2 separate regions of the Gasterosteus aculeatus genome follow, and region 2 is linked to region 1. A link is a contact called in public Hi-C data. All regions are on one chromosome and are shown on one strand. Each heading gives the region's core, a stretch centred on a gene start, on an enhancer-like site or on the middle of the called end of the contact. The rest is flanking DNA. Distances are from core to core; before and after follow the strand shown.

Region 1 (4,616 bases), core at 962-3,461:
GAGATCACGAGAGGAACACTATACATTTTCATAGGACTATTTAATGCTTCACTGTGCAAATCTGGCCAAATACTGATACTATTAGATCTGTGCGTTGAATGCTTCACGAAAAGAGACGTGGCGTCCTGGTGCTCTACATACATTTCATAACATAAATGCAAAAATGTTCACAGAACAGAGCAGAACAGGGCGTCACATCTCTTTCTCCGTTATTTTTGCCCCCGAATGAAAACACGCGACACTCGACCTGGTTTGAGCGCGACTGCGGGCTCACCTAATAGCGTTTCTTTTTTTTAGGAAATACGTTTCCCCACAGCCGATGTGCTGAGGCGAGTTAACTGTTTCTCATTGCGTGATTTTGCATTTTTGGTGCAAGTCGGCCACAGACAGGAAGTCGATCCCACAGAGTCACTATTTACAACCTGTGAGGAGGCCGCACTGATCTCGGTCTCTGGTTCGATGCACCAACCGGCCTCCAGTGTCACACACAGACATCTCTTGGTTCATCGATTAGAGACGATCGACCAAAGAGGCAAACTACTCAATTCCCCATAAATCACGTGACACCGTCGAGCTAGTTGTTTGACACACAAGGCAACGGAGAGGCAGGCGATCTCGTCCTGGTGTGAACTCCATTCGAGACTATTAACAACAAGTAAATATGTACATTCTGAAAATAATTATTTGATTGACAGCAAAAGGTTTTTGGGGCGGGACAGCCGCCTCTGAAAACCAAAAGCGATCAGCAGTAATGTAACATTAGTAAGAAGTAAGAAGAACGTTTGCTTCATCACTTCTCATGGGTACGGAAAAGTGTTCATCCCAACATAATAATGGACATTATTGCAGTTTCCTTATTGCGGACCTACGAGTTTTCACAGGAAAAATCATTAGTGCTGTACGAAGGCATAGGACGGATCAGTAGTTTAGGCAGCGCATGCAAAATTAACAATCAATTTGCCCTCTCATGCGCGCACTCTGAAACAGTGAAAGACACGGAGCAAAGCAGTTAAGATCATTCTGACAACGTCCCCCCTCTCTGGGTGAGCGATACCTTCTTTAGCCGGAGTGCTCTGCAGCGACTGGGTGAGAGACACAGACTGGGAGAGAGTGGAGCCGTCGTCGGAGGTTAGCTCGTGTTCTCCATCTGTGGAGGGGTGGGGGGGGGGTGGATGAGAGGATTGCAGGCCGGTGTAGAGGATTGAAGCAGTGGGACGACAGCAGGGGTGAGTGGGATGAGAGGATGGGGAGGGGGGGATTTGGGATGAAGGGTCATGGGGGGGGGGGGAGTGGGTAGGTTTGAGAGATTAGTGATAACACACATGTTAGAATCAGGCCATGCACAGCTGCTTTTCCACAAAAATTCCCCAAATCCTTGTTGGTTGTCTGTTATCCATTTTTTTCTGGTGTCTGTGCTCTGTGACGTTTCTTTGCTGCCTTAATGTCGCACTGACAAACAGACATTCCACTGCATCACTCGTTATTCATTATTATGTTGTCCAAACTTGAGGGAAATACAAATACTTACCACTCTACTCGGAGTAAAAGGCTTTGGGGGGTTTTATGTTGTGGAGCCCTTTATATGCATTTATTGGCTCTTTATGCAACGAAACGAAATGATCGCTACTTGTTTTTACATATTTTAATTTTAACAACGTTTGTACACACAAGAGAATGTGAGTGTCCCCCCCCATTAGTAACTTCACTAGTGTTGAGCACTGATTGGAGTGAATAAATGCCTTTTCCATTATCCCTTTGACACGTTCACTTGCACATTCTGGCTGCTGAGGAGTCTCACTCGTTCTCAACAGCCGAGTCGGTGCAGTGCGAACATGTTCCCTGTCAAATGTTACACGCGCAAAGAGGAGATCTGGAGAGGGAACCAAGTTCAAGGTCCGGGCGTCGTTTTTAAATAGAGAAAGAGCTGCATGGGTCTCATTGCGTGGAAAATGACGGCCTCCAATGAAAGCTTTTCAAACTATATGCACATTTTATTCTCTAAAACAGTCAGTTTTGACCTTTAATGTTAAAAAAGATCACACTTTACAAAGCTTATACCCAGAGGGGGCTGGACTACTAATTAGAGGGTAAATCTGTGTGTGTGTGTGTGTGTGTGTGTGTGTGTGTTGCCCAGGCATATATGGGGCCATGACAGACGGTCTCCAGCTTGCATCCAGATTGGCCATCGGGGGATTTGAGGGCCTGTGGAGGCAACAGTGTCATAGCAACGGGCTCCGCTCATGTGGCTGGTGTGAAGACCTGCTGTCTGTTCGGTCTGCCGTCTTTTATAGTCATACCGGCCTCTCGTGCGGTACATGTGCACATGCACACGTGTGCACCTCACGCGGACGGCCGACGCCGTTGGACGCATGTGCACACACCTTCGTCCGTTCCAACATGGCAGGACTCCGTGTGTAATTAGGACTAGGGGTCAACCCTCCCCCCTCGCTATATGTTCACTATTGATTCCGCCCCCTCCCCCGCCTGTCTGAAAAACCGTGGGACAGAGGGATAATATGATTAGCATTGACAATACTGTGTGTCTGTGTGTCTGTTAACACAGATGAAGCTGCAGGGCGAGGCCCTCGTGATAGAAGGTGTACGTGTGCGCGTGGCTGTGTGATACCCGAGGCGGTCAGTTAGAATACTAGAGCGCGTCCGCCTTATTATTAACAACCAAACTGCTGAGAGAGCGGAGAACAAACCCATCACACGCAGTGATCAATCCGCGTGCAAAGGAGGAGGGGAGAACAGAGTTTCCAGCTTTTAGAAGGACGGATTTGTTTTTGAGTTCCGTATGAAATCTGCTCTTGCGGTTTTTGCAGATTCGGAGCGCTTGAAAATGTCACATGGTGCTCGTTAACAAGTTTAACAGGATTCAGCAGAACGCGCTAACATCTGGCTTTTAGGGTCCCGTCCTCGCTGCAGTTGGAAGTCTGTTATGCAAGTGAGAGGGCGGATGGAGCGCACTCCATGTGGCCTGACACTCGTTAAGAGGGAGGAATCTGCTCGCTTGGAGACTTCAGGTCAAATCAAATTGATTTTATGGCATTAGTATAAGGAATATCTTAATGGTCTATTGGGCAACAGTACGTGTCTGCACAGATGGGTTTTGCATTTATAGCTCAGAATGCAATAAAAAACAAAGAGAAATGAACTGATATCTGTGATTGATCAACATGGATGTCAGCAGGCTCTCATTCCAACTGAGAGCACACATCCTTTAAAGAAAAGAAAAAGACCTGCAAGTCGTTCAAGTCTAGGGTGAAATCTGTCCGGCTCAACCTAATCTCTTCCTGGGACCTTTGAAATGGCTTGAAGTGGCTTTGTGGATTGATTATTGATTAATTAGTAATCTTGAAACATGTCAAATAGAGTTGTTAAATGAGCCATCAGAGAGTTGCATGATTGTTTGCTGCCCACACACAAAGAACATTGAATGCAAGTCACTGAGTGTGTGTGTGTGTGTGTGTGTGCTCGTTCATCTGTGCCAGAGTGAGCAGTCCATATGTCTCGCAGTGGGACTGGGCCCTTGTGGTTTTTGCAAGTTGAGCGTGAAAGTATTCCAAAAAAACAAATCCACACACCTACGAACCAACGCAAACACACCAGTCCACTAACTCATGAGTTTGCATGTTCTCTCAAGTGTGTGTGTGTGTGTGTGTGTGTGTTAATGCATGTTTGTGTACACCTGTGTGTATCGTACCACCGGGGCTTAGATGTCTCCTCTCCACGTTTGTGTAGTACTCCTGCATCTCCCTCTCTGCCTGCTCACTGAAGGGGTTAGGAGGCAAGGGAGCCATCTGCTCCTCCTCAGTGGGCACGTATGGCTGGGGAGGAGACAGGGAGAGGGGTGAGCATGGGAGCACACACACACACACACACACACACACACAAACCAATGTATGCATCAGAGCATAAACGCATGCACACAAACATATTATTTGAACACACAAATCAAAGAAAAAAACCCACATACACAATCTTGAAAACACACACAACTTAACCGTGGCTGCTCATAAAAGATAAAAGCGCCGACCACATCACAAAACTTGTATAATCACCGACCAATTAGTCTGCAAACCGAGATCTTTTTCACAGATTGTGGAAACATAAACACCAAGCATGACACACACACACACACACACACACACTAATGCAATTAACACTACAGGGGCGCCGTCATACACATAAAAAAAAATGACACGTGTGCACAGACAAAAAAGTCAAACTCAAGAAGTCAACCACAAGAAAAACGCCGAATCCAGTTTCGTCTACGACGAAAATAAAGCGGATGAAATTGATTTGGTGTCAATCTTTAAACACCACATTAATAAACACATGCAATATGTTGTTCCAAACGGGCAGTAAGGTGTCAAATGAATTCAAACAGTCAACAAAAAAAAATAAAAACACCATGGCAACGACATACTGTAAAACATTTGTGGATATTTACCAGAACTTTTGTATGCCCCAGATCCTTCAACACAAGACCACCACAAAAGCATCAACATCAAAACCTCTGCATAAGATATTTTCACCTCAATCTTTCCTGTGTATGTGTCACCTTCTATCGACGCCTTTATCTGGATAACTAAGTACTGCTATCGATTTAC
Region 2 (4,616 bases), core at 854-3,353, 52 kb before region 1:
AGTACACTTAGTTGATCTGATTTATTGTAAAAGTCAAAGTTCATACATTTGAGTGGCAGGAAGATCGGCAGGAAACACTGGCGGTTCTTTACCTCTAGGTGGCAGCATCTCTCTCAACATGACTAAAAATGACTTTACCATTAAGGTCCTGATAACTACGGAGATCATCAGCAGGACAGAGAGGACACTGACTGACAAAAGAAACCAAAAGGACACCTTATGGACACTGATTCTGATTTAAACCGTTAAGCTTAAATTAATTAAATTCATTATTTTTGTATCTCCAAACCCAACACACATACACACAAACAAACGTAATTATTGTTGTGAAAATCATTTAGCTTTTAGCGTAGCCCTTGCCGATGTTTTATTTGGGATTAAACATGAGTCCACTGTGTGATTCATTACTCATGCTCATGTTTTTCCACCATTTAAAAAACGTACTGTATAAAAATACAGCGGGACGCTTGTTCGACTGCTTTCTCTACTGAGAAAAGAACTCATCCTCCCAATTTGTTTTTGCCGTCTGTGAGTAACCCGCCGACGTGGACACGTGACCTGAACTGGGCCGTGGCATTGAGCGCTTCATGGCACCGAGGGATCAGCATCTTCATCTTCATCGTCCCTGCGTTACTCCTCGCGGTTTTGTATAACTTGGGGGGGTCGAGACACTCAACTGTTTTTTGTGTGTTTTATTGTTCACAGGCTGTGATCACTTGAGGAGTATTACATGTGGTGGATGCTCATGTGGTTTGTTACAGACGGAATAAAGTCTCCCCACGAGATGCCTTTGATCACTCAGACATCTTGTGATCTACAGATTGGTGGCGCGTGCAGACGGCTGCAGGTGTAGACGGTGTATCGACACTATTTGGACTATTTGGACTCATGTGACACGGTGCTTTCTAATAAGAAGTGATGTTTCACAAAGTGTTTTATGTTTTTCTAATCTTTTGAAATGGTCCGAGATATTTGACCAAATTTAACTCAATGTAAACTCACTTTATTTCATGTGCTTTCAACAACATCTCCCTGTTTTCATCTGCCAAACTGTTTTTGTCTTGAATGATAAAATTGATATGATAAAATGATAAAATACGCTGTGACTGTTCTAGCTGCTGATGACCTTTCGTGTGAAGAATATAGATAATTAAAAGGAAGCACGTCGTCCAGTTAAACTGCAGGAATAGTTTGCCTACCTAACACGTGATTGCGGTTCACTATCTGCTGGAGATTCCTCCTCACAGGTTGCATTCGCCCATAAGCTGCGAGCGGTTCAAACTAAGTCATTCCTTTTCCTCGTGTTGTGAATGTACAGGCCTCGGGCGTTAGAAGTCAAAGCAGAAATGTGGGTGAGTTCTTGACGTTTTGCCGCGTGAGGCCCCTGCTTGGACACATCGCATGGCAGGAGGAGGACGCGCGAGTCATTCAGGTTTGGAAAATCTTGGGTGTTTTATTTTTTTATTTGAAGTATTGCATCCTCAACGTATACGGCTAGAATCATCATCATCATCAGACTGCATGTTTCACAAAGGATGGCCACAGGTTCAGAACAACAGGGCGACTCCCTGCTGGGGCCGCTCGTCCGCTTCGCCTCCCCGACCCCGTCTGCCGGAGGGCCGGCGGCGGGGCCCGACTGCGAAAAGCGGAACTCGGCGCTCCAGGAGAGTTAACCCTGAACACGGGTCAACATGTCTACACCTTAAACACGGGGAGTACGGACGTAGCTTCGTGGTCACTTATGAGGATATGCTATTGTGTGGTATCTTCTGCACCAACACGGGCTGATCCAGGACCAGTCGGCACTCAGCTGACGGTGGAGCTCAGTCAGCTTTTAGTGCAAAAATCATAGCTGCTGATTTTTTTTTTTTGGAGCATTCACTCTCAGGGGATTCAAACCCGACACTGGACGCGTTTGTCTGTTTGTGACAAACAGCGGCCAGACGTCTGATGTTTACTGAGCAGCAGGTGAACCGAGATCAGTGCAGACTAGTGACGGGCCAGGTGCCCCTCTGAAAGCTCAGCCTGGGTAAGAACATTGAGCGCACACACTCACTCACTCACTCACTCACACACTCGCACGCACACGCGGCACCTGGCTGCAGCAAAAGCATATCGTATAGTTGGATTTCTCTCGTCCGGGGGTAAAGATCAGATTGGTTTTGCACATGAGGCAATGGAGGGAGGGCCAGAGGACTTTCACACACCAACACCACCACAATTGTCCCAATGCAGTACAAAATGTATTGTGGAGTGTGAGCAGGTTGAACACCTGTTTGTGGCCAAACCCGGGACCCTTTCCCCCCCCTGTCAGCTGTGCAGGTTCATAAAACCAACATATGAAGATGAAAACAAAAAACAAAAGAGTTGAAGGTTTAGAACTCAAACAGGGGAAGAATACATGTAAACTCTCCCTCGGAGAGCGAGAGATGAAGAGAGAGGACACTGAGGTGTTCTGAGGTGGTTTTGGCATATTTCTTCTCTTTTTGTTTGTTTCCTCATATGATCGAGCACCAGAAACGATGACTTCTGATTCAGCGCTTAGTCCAACGACCTCAACACAGCCCCCGCGAGGAGCGCGCACGTCAAACTCTACACTTCCCGATTGGCCTTCGGAGAAAAACCAGGTGATTTGTTCGGTTTCGTTTATTGTTTCTTTGAGTCCTCAGTTGGAGGCATTGGATTGTAAATGTAAGACACATTTTGTCAACTAAAACACGAGTCTAATAGAGACTACAATCCTCCTGAGAGAGGAAAGTGGAGTTTTAGACCCCTTTAATTGTGTAGTAGCTGGCGCAGTATTTGCCAGTAAAGTCTTGGCTATCATTAAGCCTTGTACAGAGGTGACCCCCCCCCCCCCACACACACAACCCCCCAGCCTTTTCACTACTGACCCAAACGCAACCTGGCGTACCAGAAGGCTGGGTATGGAAGCCATGTTGTCTGTGTGGTTGTTTTGGGTCAGCGTTTATGGTACAGGCATAGTATAGAGTGTTGTTAGGGGGAGTGGGGGGGGGGCAGCTCTGGACAAGGCGACTCTAGACAGGCGGGGCTCAGCACTAGGAGCAGCTTAGGGGCCAATTACATTTCAAGTGTCCACTGAATAAAATATCCGAAAAACAAGAAAACAAAATGGCTACATTTCATGTCCCCTCCCACCCGCCCCCCAAAAACACAATCGACAAAAAGCCATCAAATATACAATTTTTAAAATAAGGAATGAGGAATATATAAGCATCAAACAGAGGAGTAAAGTAAGACAGAACCAAAATAAGTTAACTTTTTTTTTTATCCCCACAGCTTGTCTTCTTTGAGAAATAAATATTTAAAAAGGGTGTTATATATTTTTTTTCTTTCACATACAAAAGGATTCACGCGTGATCCATGAGAGAAAGGAAGGTGAAAATAAAATGAAAACAAATACAGAGAGCTGTGGCTGAAGTGCAATTCTTAATGCCAGTGGAGTTGGGGGTCGACATCGTACAACCCGTTTTCTTACTTTTCTCTTCAGATCACCTGACCACCAGTGGAATGCCGAATACAAAGACCCCCCCCCGGTCATGAATATTATAAACAGGAGAGAAAGTAAGTCAAATAAATATATAAGAGTGCCACACAAACTCATCAGAAGTCATACTGGGTCGATTATCCACAACGGGGAGTTGCTCTATTGTTTTTTTTTTTTTAAATCACATTAAAGAGTAACTTTTCTATTTCTTCTCAGGGTAGCGACAGGATGAGTAACTTATAAAAGTTTCCACCTGCAACTTGAGCGAGTCCAATAGTGTTTAATACCCATCCGCAGCCAGTCTAAAGAGGATAAAGTCTTTCCAAAAATGGAATTTAAAATACACGATAAACACAGGTCAAACAGCAACAGAGGCAATAGTTCTATCCATGAGCTCTAACTTCTTTTTCTTTTTTTTTTAAACTCCTTTTTAAGGTTTAATTCATTAAGCTATGTCTATGTACAAAACAAACAAAAAATAAATCTGCTTTTTGGACGGTGACACAGTCTTTAGGGGAAGGAGAGAGGGAAAAAAAAGAAAAAAGAAAGAGGATTTTCAAACTGACGAGACCAAAGGGACTTATTGCTTCTTACTGCTGGAAAGAGGAGAGACAGTTTGTTGTCGTTGGACTTTTTCATTGTTGCTGTTGTTTGTTTTGTGCCGTTTCTATGGACAGCTCTAAAGTAGGCAAGTGCAGGATAGCTTGTCGTATAGCTGCTTGTCGAGTGGGAGAGAAACCAAAACAAAAAACACACACAAGTCACAATTTATACCGTGGAAATGAACTGAGCCCCCACATTCGACAGGAATGTTGTTGTTGTTGTTTTTTCTCCATTTTTTTGTGTGTGTGTGTGTGTGTGCGGTGTGTTTTTTCCTCCATGCTCGGTCGGGAAACAATCGGCGCAGACACACTTTGTTTCGCTTTAAAAGCTTAGTGGCGGTGCGTCTGAGTGGGTCTGTTTCACAATAGCACCGTTATGAGCTTCAAGGCGTCCGCTTTGTCCAGCAGAGGCAATGAAAACACAATAAGACGAGGACAGAACGCAGCGCCCGGGGGGGGGGGGGGTCTTTTAGGGCCGAGCTGTGTTGATGTAGCAAAGTTCACCC

Evidence for each region. Hi-C and Micro-C count contacts between places; a contact is called where the count stands out from the background.
Region 2: a contact with region 1 is called in a Hi-C map of whole body, with 2.4 times the contacts expected there. The contact joins two enhancer-like sites. A contact is called at or near these places in 3 of 6 Hi-C or Micro-C datasets (skeletal muscle, tail fin and whole body).

Annotation. Positions count from the first base shown.
Region 1 is chr9:9,316,121-9,320,736 of fGasAcu3.hap1.1, reverse strand. It overlaps add3a (adducin 3 (gamma) a), which reads right to left. Exons shown (of 18, transcript XM_078080470.1): 16 at 3,707-3,830; 17 at 1,055-1,147. Among protein-coding and RNA genes, the nearest start is that of mxi1, 22 kb to the left of the region's middle. Within about 2 kb of position 2,211, at least 1 of the 9 cell types and tissues checked has open chromatin away from gene starts, as enhancers often do.
Region 2 is chr9:9,367,963-9,372,578 of fGasAcu3.hap1.1, reverse strand. mxi1 (max interactor 1, dimerization protein) reads right to left here. Exons shown (of 6, transcript XM_078080479.1): 6 at 3,196-4,616. Among protein-coding and RNA genes, the nearest start is that of mxi1, 30 kb to the right of the region's middle. Within about 2 kb of position 2,103, at least 1 of the 9 cell types and tissues checked has open chromatin away from gene starts, as enhancers often do.